Regions from separate parts of the Sus scrofa genome. Here region 1 is linked to region 2. Evidence: chromatin contacts called from public Hi-C data. All regions are on one chromosome and are shown on one strand. The core of a region is the stretch at or near the end of the contact, and the rest is flanking DNA. Distances in the headings are between cores, read along the strand shown.

Region 1 (2,700 bases), core at 14-2,513, 1.3 Mb before region 2:
TTCCAATCCACAGTTATATTCCATATACTCCACACCGAACAGAGTGGGGCCAGAAAACTGCAGCTCCTGGTACTCAGAATCTGATAACTGCTTGAATCTGCCCATGAATTCACAAAGCATTAATTATATATACCTTTAAGAACATCATAAAAAGTTTACTTTTATTCTGTTCTCCTATAAATAATTTTCCACACCCAATAGAAATGTTTGAGAAGCAACTGTTGCTTCTGAGATATGAACACACTGGACCACTAAGAAGCACAACTCTATCTTGGGGGAACTTTCTAACTTAAATGATGAATTTAAAGCAATAGGCACGGTTAGGGAGAAAAAAAAAAGGATACAAGAGTATTACCATTTTTAAAAAAATTATTCTGACAGTTTCCTTTTTAAGTGTAATATTTTTTTCTCAAATAAAGGCATTAAAAATATGAGTCTACACAGACATAAAGAACAGACTGGTGGTTGCCAAGGGGGTGAGGGAAGGGAGTGGGATGGACTGGGAGTTGGGGGTTAGATGCAAACATTCCATTTAGGATGGACAAGCAGGGAGTTCCTGTTGTGGCTCAGCAGTAAGGAGCCTGACTAGTATCCATGAAGACATGGGTTTGATTCCCTGGCCTCACTCAGTGGATTAAGGATCCGGCATTGCCATGAGCTGTGGTTGCAGATGTGGCTTGGATCCTGAGCTGCTGTGGCTGTGGTATAGGCCAGCAACCACAGCTCCTATTTGACCCCTAGCCTGGGAACTTCCATATGCCGTTTAAAAAAAAAAAAAAAAAAAAAAAAAGATGAGTCCAGAGTTGGGAACTGAGATGAGAGCCTCAAATACCCTCAAGACCAGACAGCCCTGAACAGGGACCCAGGGGTGTGAAGTGTCACACTTGCCAGCTGCGACATCATGGCCGCTTGGAGTTTCCCTGTTTGCTTTAGCCCAAGTCATACCTTAATGTTGCCTGAATCCCACTGAATACTAATAGCAATTTAGCATTTCCAGGGAACTACCCTCTCTCAGAATCCAGGCCTTCTCCTACAGCTGGTGGAAGGGTGAGCAGTAGTGTCCTTAGAAAGAGGGTGGAAAAAAAAAAAAAAGGCAGGCTTTATATGAGGTCCAGTCATTTTGACTCTGTGTCACTGAGATCCCCAAGAGTCACTAATGAGAATGGAATGTATTACTACATTTGTCATACCTGGACTGCTCGGGCAACTTCAGTCTAAAATAGCCGTGGACTTCATTGACTGCTCAACAAACCATGGAAGTAAACACTTTTGAAATCCCTTCCAAACATGCCCTGCCTTACTCACTCCTTATTTCATACTTGTGAGTACTGGAGCCATTGTTAATGCCTCTGATCAAAGTTTTAGTAATTTCACAGGCATGCGATTTGCATAGCTATTTCCTGATCCGCCTTCTCTCTGCCCTGGAGGTCTTCATTTCTCAGAAACACTTAAAAACACAGATTATTTGACTTCTCCCCTCCCCCACCCTATAAATGGAACTTGACTTGCTAGCTCATCTGTATTGCTAATTGGTTTGAAAGCATGTGACTCCATGCATTCTTGCCATTAATTCACCAGCTAACCTCTTTTTAAGTCAGGTTTTACCAGCAGTGATGGGCAGATCTCTATCTGTGCCTGGAGGGGGGAGACAGATTTAAATGACCAAATGGTATCTCTGTATTATTCCGAAATGATGGAATGAATTCCACAGGAATGCAGAAATGTTCTAGAAATCTATAATAGGCTTGTCTGAGAGGGCACTGGCAAAGAAGATAGGGATTATAGTTGCTTTTCACTCCCACTTGCAGAGTAGGGGGAACAGCCTGGAGCTCAATCTGCATGTGGACTGGAGAGAGATTCTGGGTTTTCAGAGGACTGACTCTTTCAGGAGAGAATTCTGGAAAAGGGCAAGGAGACCGAAATCAATGCCAGACCTTCCAAACTTTGGTCTATTCTGACTACCCACAGTATCCTTCAGGGGAACCATGCTCAGATGAAAGAGTTTCTTCAGGATCTGTAAAGGCTCAGAGCTGCTTTGCAAACAGTCATCTTTGGGGCAATGAAATCTATAAATTATGGCATCAGGAACCTATTGAAAGACCTGGGCCTTAGAATTCCAAATATTCCGTAAAGAGACATCTGGGCAGAACAGATACCCAAGGGCTTGGTTCTTAAGGGAGAGGAGGCAGCGCCATCTAGGTGCTCAGGCTACATGCAGAGGGTCTGGTCTCCTCCCCTAGCTGCAAAGTCTAATCATGAAGTCACAAACCCAGCAAAACCAATCGTGGACTCTAAGATCCCGTAGTGGCTCAAACTTCCACTTTCACATCTACCTGACAACTCACTTCTCCTGCTGTTCATCTCCCCAGATGCCAGGTACCCACCAGCCATTTCCAAGCCCCACGCCCCTTGAGTAATGGAGAAGATTATGCTGGATGTTGAGGTGTGTGTGTGTGGGGGGGAACCTGCATGAGAATTATTACAATTAGAAGGGTACTATCTAGTTCCCGTCATGGCGCAGTGGTTAATGAATCCGACTAGGAACCATAAGGTTGTGGGTTTGATCCCTGGCCTTGTTTAGTGGGTTAAGGATCTGGCATTGCCCTGAGCTGTGGTGTAGATTGCAGGCACGGCTCGGATCCCCCGTTGCTGTGGCTCTGGCGTAGGCTGCCAGCTACAGCTCCAATCAGACCCCTAGCT
Region 2 (2,700 bases), core at 153-2,652:
CTGTGGCTCTGGCGTAGGCCGGTGGCTACAGCTCCAATTAGACCCCTAGCCTGGGAGCCTCCATACGCTGCAGGAGCGGCCCTAGAAAAGGCAAAAAGAAAGAACATAAAGTACTTCTAGGATAAGACCAGAAGTTTAAGAACCACTAGCCTAACACATATTACATTATTATATCATATTTACATTACATTAGAGATTAGATTAGAGTTCACTTACATGTTATACTGCACTTATATTATATGTGTTAATATATATTTTATAGCTTTCATAGTATGTTTACTACTGTCTTAACAAATGATGAAAGTTAACATCACCAGTGATGGGACAAATCAACATCACGGCTCCCCATGTAATTTACTGGAAAGACACAATGTAATTCCTATGGTATTCCTAACAAAAATGCACATCCTGAGTCTAATCACAAAGTAACATCACACTGACATTCTACCAAAAACTTTGCTTGTACTTTTCAAAAACATCAACATATGTATTTTAAAAATAGGAATAAAAACAAAGCAAAAACCAAGAAATGGTTTGTTTAAAGTAGCTTAGAGAGGTATGACAAGCAAATGCTATATATGACACAGGGGTTTCTTTTACTGTGAAAATAATATTAATGGCAATTGTAAAAACCTGAATAAAGTCCTTAAATTAGAGAATAACATCTGTTAATTTCTTGATCTAGATTACTTGTACAGTGGTTATGTCAGAGAATGCTCTTGTTTTTAGGAAATACACAGTAAATAGGGGAAAAGTATCATTTCTGCTGTTGACTCAGTTCAGAAGACAATAGGAGGAAAGGGGAGGAAAGAAAAGAGCAAAGGTGGTAAAATTTGAATATTTGGAATCTGGGAAAAGGAAGTTCAGAAATTCTTTGCATCATTCATGTAATTTTCAGTCAGTCCGAAATTATGCCACAATAAGAAAAAAGGGCAAAAGTTTACTCAATGAATACATGAGTGAATCTTTTCCATAGACCCCGATTTCTTCAGCTTCTGGATGTAGATGTAAGAAAGATTAATCGGAGGAAAAAGAGTCTTTTAATGGTCATTATCACATCCTCCCACAGCTTTAACAAAATGTGCTGAAAGTGCGTCCAAAATCTACCTCCCCTTGCAATTTTCTTCAAAGGGCCTTTAACTCTCCAGAAATCGAGGTTTTCATTACAGGAACTCCAAATGACTTTGTTTCTACTTTGATGTGGGGGAAAGAGGGATCGCTTGCCAGCCTCTAACACAACACGAAGAGGAAAGAGTAATTCTATAATTACCCCTGGAAGAATTTAGAAGGGCACTTGCAGTCACATCTCAGCTTTGGCCATCATGAGTTAGGGCAGTTGATCCCAAGCTGCTCTCTATTCGGGAAGGCTCCCGAGGACAGGGCCAGGGGGTGGGACCCGGTATCCGTGACTCTTGGTTCCGCTTCTCTGGTCTGAAAGTGCATCGCCTGTGGCTTGACGGCTTTGAGGGTGAAAAAGGAGCCTGGGCCATCTAGGATTGGCTGAAATGTGTGTGGTTAAGAGTCTAGCCCTCAGTATAATTAAAAGCAGACCTTGGGAGTGAGTGAAGGATTTTTTTTTCTTTCTTTCTTTTTTCAACAACACGCCCTCAATTTTTTTTTAACAATTCAATTCTGCAATGGTCGCCTCGCCCGCCTCCCTCTAGTGGTCGCGAATGGGATCGTCACGGCCAGAGAAGCCATTGTGTTTCTGACTGTGGCTTCCCAGTTCAGAAAGGGGTTGTGAGCTTTGGTTTATTTTAAGAGCAAGCGCCTTTATGAACTAACTGGTTACTCCAACCTAAGTTAAAGACATTAAACCTTAGAGAGGTTAAAGAAATCTCCCGGGGAGCAGAGCAAATTCAAAGAGCTAACCCAGGACAGGAACTTCAGCCAATAGAAGGGTTCCAGCCCCTCTTAGAACGACTTGAAGAGGAACCCAATGGCTTCCCACACAAATGGAGGATCCGCAAATCCATACTTAAAAGAAAATACGAAGCCCTTATCTCCTTATCATTCACAGCCTACAGAGCTCTGCACACCCCACCCAGCTTACTGTCTACTTACCCCTCTCCCAGGCTCTGTGGGCTTCCACCAGCTGCTTTATGTTTAGTATGGAGCCAGCAGCATTGTCTGGCATTAGACTGTGCATTTATGTATCTGTTCACTGTCTTCCACTGCGGAAGTATAAGCTCCCTGAAGGCTGCTTTTCCTTTATTGCCATCTCCCCAACACCTACCACATAGATTCCCATGGTTGACATAAAAAAATCACCACAGCAATTTTTTTTTCCTGATGCCTAGAAACAACGGAAAATTCTTTTACATTTCTGGAGGTCAGAAGTCCGAAAGCAGTTACACTGAGCCAAAAATCAAGGTGTTGGGGTTCTCTGTTGTGGCCCAGCAGGTTAAGAACCCAATATAGTGTCCATGAGGATGTGGGTTTGATTCATGGCCTTGCTTAGTGGGTTAAAGATCTGGCATTGCCACAACTTTTGGTGTAGGTAGCAGATGCGGCTCAGATCCAGTGTTGCTGTGGCTGTGGAGCAGGCTTCAGCTGAAGCTCCAATTTGACCCCTAGCCTGAGAACTTCCATATGCTGCAGGTGCAGCTGTAAGAAGGAAACAAAACAAAACAAAACAAAAAACCAAAACAAAACCAAATCAACGTGTTGGTAAGGCCACACTCTCTCCAAGGGCTGTAG

What was found. Hi-C and Micro-C count contacts between places; a contact is called where the count stands out from the background.
Region 1: a contact with region 2 is called in a Hi-C map of embryonic fibroblasts, with 4 times the contacts expected there. The contact joins two enhancer-like sites. A contact is called at or near these places in 2 of 47 Hi-C or Micro-C datasets (embryonic fibroblasts and fetal skeletal muscle).

What each region holds. Positions count from the first base shown.
Region 1 is chr14:65,544,899-65,547,598 of Sscrofa11.1, reverse strand. The region is part of intron 4 of ARID5B (AT-rich interactive domain-containing protein 5B); the gene reads right to left. Among named protein-coding and RNA genes, the nearest start is that of ARID5B, 140 kb to the right of the region's middle. Within about 2 kb of position 1,263, at least 18 of the 83 cell types and tissues checked have an H3K27ac peak or open chromatin away from gene starts, as enhancers often do. A contact at or near this core is called in embryonic fibroblasts, where this site is marked.
Region 2 is chr14:64,279,568-64,282,267 of Sscrofa11.1, reverse strand. No RefSeq gene overlaps it. Among named protein-coding and RNA genes, the nearest start is that of CDK1, 47 kb to the right of the region's middle. Within about 2 kb of position 1,402, at least 61 of the 83 cell types and tissues checked have an H3K27ac peak or open chromatin away from gene starts, as enhancers often do. A contact at or near this core is called in embryonic fibroblasts, where this site is marked.